Regions from separate parts of the Sus scrofa genome. Here region 2 is linked to region 1. A link is a contact called in public Hi-C data. All regions are on one chromosome and are shown on one strand. The core of a region is the stretch at or near the end of the contact, and the rest is flanking DNA. Distances in the headings are between cores, read along the strand shown.

What was found. Hi-C and Micro-C count contacts between places; a contact is called where the count stands out from the background.
Region 2: a contact with region 1 is called in a Hi-C map of liver, with 6 times the contacts expected there. The contact joins two enhancer-like sites. A contact is called at or near these places in 11 of 47 Hi-C or Micro-C datasets (alveolar macrophages, embryonic fibroblasts, fetal skeletal muscle and 7 more) and 2 of 2 datasets of contacts at active chromatin or transcription factors (alveolar macrophages and skeletal muscle).

Annotation. Positions count from the first base shown.
Region 1 is chr18:54,349,192-54,352,178 of Sscrofa11.1, forward strand. It overlaps CDK13 (cyclin-dependent kinase 13), which reads right to left. Exons shown (of 15, transcript XM_021078845.1): 6 at 149-338. Among named protein-coding and RNA genes, the nearest start is that of MPLKIP, 67 kb to the left of the region's middle. Within about 2 kb of position 1,715, at least 1 of the 83 cell types and tissues checked has an H3K27ac peak or open chromatin away from gene starts, as enhancers often do. A contact at or near this core is called in liver, where this site is marked.
Region 2 is chr18:54,650,150-54,653,054 of Sscrofa11.1, forward strand. No RefSeq gene overlaps it. Among named protein-coding and RNA genes, the nearest start is that of YAE1D1, 12 kb to the right of the region's middle. Within about 2 kb of position 1,397, at least 23 of the 83 cell types and tissues checked have an H3K27ac peak or open chromatin away from gene starts, as enhancers often do. A contact at or near this core is called in liver, where this site is marked.

The sequences.
Region 1 (2,987 bases), core at 465-2,964:
ATTAATAAAATAAATTTAACACAACTTGAGACATAGCCCAAGCTCTCTTAGTCTGAGCAATACAAAATAAATTTTAAATCTTTTTAACAGACTCAAGGTATACGTTATATAACTTATTTTAAACATATATATCAAACTCACATCATACCTATTATTTAGAAGAATATTTGAACATTTAATATCTCTGTGCAAAAAATTCTTCTTATGACAATAATCCAGGCCTTCCATGAGCTGTCTCATAAATGACTTTATGTGATTTTCATTAAAATGAACCAAGCCTGATTCCAGTAGTCCCATCAAATCATGGTCCATATATTCAAACACTAGATAAAATGCACCTACGAATAAGAATAATTAATACATTAAAGATTTTATTCTTCCAACTTCTGTATAGGTTCAAAATTCCTTTAAAAATAAAATGCTAAGGAGAAAATTAATCCTTGAAATAAACTGCTACTTTGCCATTTGATGTTCATCCCAGAATTCCTGTCGTGGCACAGCAGAAACAAATCTGACTAGGAGGTTGCAGGTTCAATCCCTGACCCTGCTCAGTGGGTTAAGGATCCGGCGTTGCCATGAGCTGAGGTGTAGGTCGCAGACGGGGCTTGGATCTGGTGTTGCCGTGGCTGTGGTGTAGGCCGGCCGCTGTAGCTCATCAGACCCCTCGCCTGGGAACCACTATATGCCTGGTGTGCGGCCCTCAAAACTACCAAAAAAAATTAAAAAAATCAAAAAACAATAATGTTCATCCCCCTCTCTCTGAATTTAATATAACATCTGAAGGAAATATCTAATTAGTTTTCTATAAAATCAACACTTCTGATTTCTACACTGCACAGTTTCTGGGTATGATTACTGTAAAATAAACTGTTGTTAGCTGTTTACAAATTGAACAAATTGTCTCAGCAAAAGCTGGATAAAATCAGGATAGTTCTCCAAAGAAAATTTAAAGATATTACAAGAATACCTTTTTTTTTTTTTTTTTTTTTTTTGACTTTTTAGGGCGGTAGCCGTGGCACATGGAGGTTCTCAGGCTAGGGGTCTAATTGGAGCTGTAGCCACCAGTCTGCACCACAGCCACAGCAACACCAGACCTGAGCCGCGTGTGCGACCTACACCACAGCTCATGGCAATGCCAGATCCTTAACCCACTGGGCAAGGCTAGGGACCAAATCTGCATCCTCAAAGATGCTAGTTAGATTCACTTCCACTGAGCCACGATGGGAACTCCCAAGATACTACAAGAGCAACTTTCAATAAAAAAAAAGTCTGGGGCCCAGGTGGACTTTAGATGACATCTATTGTCTTCAATAAACATAATTTAATTCTGTTCATACAGCCCCAAAGGATTTAAAAGCATATAAATTACAACTTTACTTTATAAAACCAGCTTATTAGTCCTGCTACTAACACCTAAAACAGCACATAGAATATATGCAATTTTTAATATGAGAGATTCAAAATTTTTTTTTGAGATTTAATAATGAAACTTGCACAAACCGAACCCAAAGCTAGAACTACAAACATCTCAATGAGGTAGTTTATCAACTCAACAATGCAAAAGCTAATAAAATTCAAAATATTTTTTCTTTCAAAATAAAAAAGCAAAAAAGGCATCTAAAGAAAGTTCACGGTCAGTTACTGATTAACAGCAGGGCAAAGATCTGATCGTAGCCTTGCAACAGAAGGACTCTTTCCTAAAAGTCTGCCACTCTGAAACCAACAACTCATCTCATACATTAGTTGTATATAAGACAAAAGCAATCATTATTACCAACTGTTCTGGAAGTCAGTAAAATTAAAAGCAAAGCATAAATATTAAAAGTGACAAAACTCTGACGAGTGGTACCTGAGATGCCTATCCTAGAAGATGCAAAAGAATCAAAAAAGGAGCAGCTGTGTTAGAAAAAAATCATACACAAAAAGCAAAAGACTTCACAGATGCCAGCAACAATTCATTAGAAAATAAACCTTAAATGGTTCCACAACAGAAAAAATGACTACAAATGACTAGGAATAAACTTTAACAACAATTACACAAATTTATTACGGAAATACCACATTGTAAAATACTGAATTTAACTCAATTTCAATAAAAGGACCAATTACTCATTTTTATTTTCTTTTGCTAAAAGGACGCATGACAATATAATTCTAAAATTCACCTTGAAGAAAGTATCAGCTAAACATTTCTGGAAATAAACACTGGTCCTTCTAGACATTAATATGACCTCTTGTACTGTAGGAACAGACAGACAAGTACACCTAATATTCACTAGAAAACACATTCTAAATCAAAGCGAATAATTATGAAAACATTTTAAAACAGTGGAAAAAAAAAAAAAAAGGCAAAATAGTACTGGGACAAATGCATAACCCCAAAAGGAGACTGGGAATTATACCAAAAATAAAACTATTAAAAAAAATGACAAATTTCACTAAATAAAAATCTTAGAATCATATACATAATAAATATGAAACAGAGGTAAAATGCAAATGACAAGCTGAAGAAACATATTTGCAACACAGAACAGATTTTCTTAATATAAAACCATCTTACAAATGGTACCAAAAAAGACAAATACCATAGGAGAAAATGAAAAATAAAATGAACTGTCGATACACAAAAGAATGCCTAAGTATTTAATCTCACTATTATTCAAAATACACAAATAAAGCAATGTACCACTTTTAACTAAAGGGAAAAGATTTCAAAAGAAAAACTATACAGTATTAACAGAGGTGTGACGTAAACTGTTATATCGTGCCAGGAGTAAATCGGTCTATTTACAAAACATAATTTTAATATGCACCCGAAGCTTTGAAAAATCATGTATCTTTTATGCAACAAGGGCTTTTATAGATATTTAACCAAAAGAAATAAAAACAGAAAATAGGAGTTCCCGTCGTGGCGCAGTGGTTAACGAATCCGACTAGGAACCATGAGGTTGTGGGTTCGATCCCTGCCCTTGCTCAGTGGGTTAAAG
Region 2 (2,905 bases), core at 147-2,646, 300 kb after region 1:
ACACTTAGCCCCTCTGCTCATTCTATCAATTGAACCACACCTGTCAATGGCCACTTACTCTGCCTCATTTTTTTCAAGCTGTCCCCTGGTTACTTGCTTTGCAACAGCCGTGACTGTGAGGAGGTCAGAGGTCTCCTGAGCACAGCACAGAGGTGGAGCCTGTGAGCAGCTGAGCAAACGCGGATCACACCCCTGACCCCAGTCCTGCTGCTGCCTTCGGGAGGCACGCCTTTGTTCTAGTACATCGAAATAAAACCTGGTCTCTGAGCTCTCGGACGGGATCACCATCAACACCACGCCCGACTCAGGAGGCCCACGAACCTCACTCGGGCCCACAAGGTTAAAATGCAGACTAATGACGTCTCGTTTGGCATCCTGAACAGCAAAACAAAGTTATTTCAAATGAAAATAATTTAATTGGCACCCACTGGGGATTTAAATGTCTAAATGAATTAAATGAGTTTTGGTCTGTGGCAGTAGTTTCTAGTACAGCTGGTAGATTAACATTTATGGTTAATTTTTAACAAGCAGTGATTTTATCACTGAAGGTTCCTAATGTACAATTTGCTGTTTCCCTGTACTTTATAATCACAAATTAGAATCCCTGGTTATTTTAGGATCTGATATTTGAAGAAAAGTGTTTTGCAATGTCTCCGAAGAAGAAAAAGTTCATTTTCAAGTTATTTACATTATATCTTCATTTTGGTCCAGCTTCACTTTATTGACAAGAATGGTCGGTACTACTGCTGTCAAATCACTCATATATTATTACAAAGGATCTAACAAAATAATTTATGCTCAAAATTCTTTAGGAAACCTTGTAAGAAAGGAATATTATATAACAGTAAGTCTGCAATTCTTAAGGGAACAAGCTTAAATATGAGCTGGAATGAGTTTTATCTGATATGAGAAAAACTTACCTATAGATTTGCTGACTTAAAAAAAAGGTTGCAATGTATTTGCTAGGGTAACAAAGTAAGCTGTGGTCTCTCTGGACCTTCCTATCCGGTGAATCCTGAGTTGCCTGAGAGTGTGCGAAACAGAGTGAGGGGTGAGGCGGAGGGGGAGGTTACAGTTGAGGCAGTGCCCTCGGACAGAGGAGAAATGCTTCATGCATGTAAAATTCTGATTTTATACCACTTCCGTTCAAAGGCTTTGGGGTCTAGGTGTTTATTTTTAGGCCTCAGGGATTTAGAGACTGAAGGGTGTTTTCTGCTATGAACCAGCTTCCTGCCTGATGATTCTTTCATTTTTAAAATTCTTAGCCTCGAATTTTTAAAAAAGGGGTGCACCCTAACCCACCCAATTTTATAAACGACTTAATCTGGCACAGATAAGAGCTTCGGGATGATCGCTGGCTCCCTGCTCTTGGGCGCACAGCACATATCGGGGTGCACTAGCGCCACCCGGTGGCCTTGAGCGAATCCAACAGCTCCTTGGAAATAAACAGGATGCAGCTCAGGGCCTCTCTCTCAAGACAGAAACACGCAGGAAAGCACCAGGTTGGCGTCTGCAAAAGTGAATCTGCTGCACGTGGTTTGGATTCTACGTTGTTAACCTTCCCTATGGGAATATCGGGCTATTTACAGGGCAAGAAAAGAGTCTGGTGTATGTGAAAGACTCTTGGTTCTTTTCCGCAGACCTGTAGCAATAGCTACACCTCTCAATAGTGAATGCCTTGTTTTCGAAAGTAGGAATTTATGAAAAAGCTAAAGAAACATTATCACAGTGAGTGACACCAATTATCCTCTCCATGAGGCGTGTAGAGGGTCTAAGGAGTCCAAGGAGAATTTAGTTTCTGTTTATGCTACACACACTTTTTTTGGGTCTTTTTAGGGCTCCACCCATGACACACGGAGGGTCCCAGGCTAGGGGTCAAATTGGAGCTGCCGCTGCCGGCCTACACCACAGCCACAGCCACGCTGGATCCAAGCCACATCTCTGTACCTACACCACAGCTCATGGCAACACGGGGTGCTCACCCACGGAGGGAGGCCAGGGATCAAACCCAAGTCCTCGTGGATACTGGTGATTCGTTAACCATTAACCGCAGAGCCACGGCGGGAGCTCCCAAACACAGCTGTCTCTTCCCTTTCCTAGATGACCCAGTTTCTCCTCCCAGTGGGGAATGGAATCTCTCTTGATGTAAACAAAATTTTCGTTCCTTGTAGCTGCTTCTCATTACACACCATAAATACTACGTGCTGACTGGGGACGACTGGAAAAATGCAGCAAAGGAGACGCGAAGGGCCAGGGGAAGGTGCAGCTGCGCCCGCCCGCGAACGGTCGCCGCGGCCGTGTCGGTTCTGCACCTGCTCGCCGGGCGCCGGGGTCGCACGTGGGCTGCTCGGCACACGTGGTGCGGCCACAGGGCCCTGGGCTCCTCGCCTCCGGGGTGGGGGGACACCGCACAGCGCTGCTCAAAGGGCTGCCACGGGGAGGAGCAGATGACGCGGTGCAGCCTTCCGCCGCGCGTGTGCACATCGTGCCCCCGCTCCTGCTCTTGCTGCACCTCTCGACTGTGAGCGGACACGACGCTCCCGCTCCAAGCGTCCAAGGCCTTCTGCCAGGAGCACTTTTTGCGTCCTTCCGCATTTCTTCTTTTGCAGCTGTTTCTCTCTTCTGAATAGCTAAACTGCATAAGCGTAATTTAGTATCATTAAAAGTTACATTGAAATATTACTCATTTGTGTGGATTTTTTCTTTTTTCGGCTTTTTTAAGGGCCGCTCCTGGGGCAGCACATGCAGGTTCCTCGGCGAGGGGTTGAACTGGAGGTGCAGCCGCCGGCCTACCCCGCAGCCACGGCCACAGCCACGCCAGATGAGTCACATCTGTGACCCACAGCACAGCTCACAGCCACGCCAGATACCGAACCCACTGAGCGAAGCCAGGGATGGAACCTGC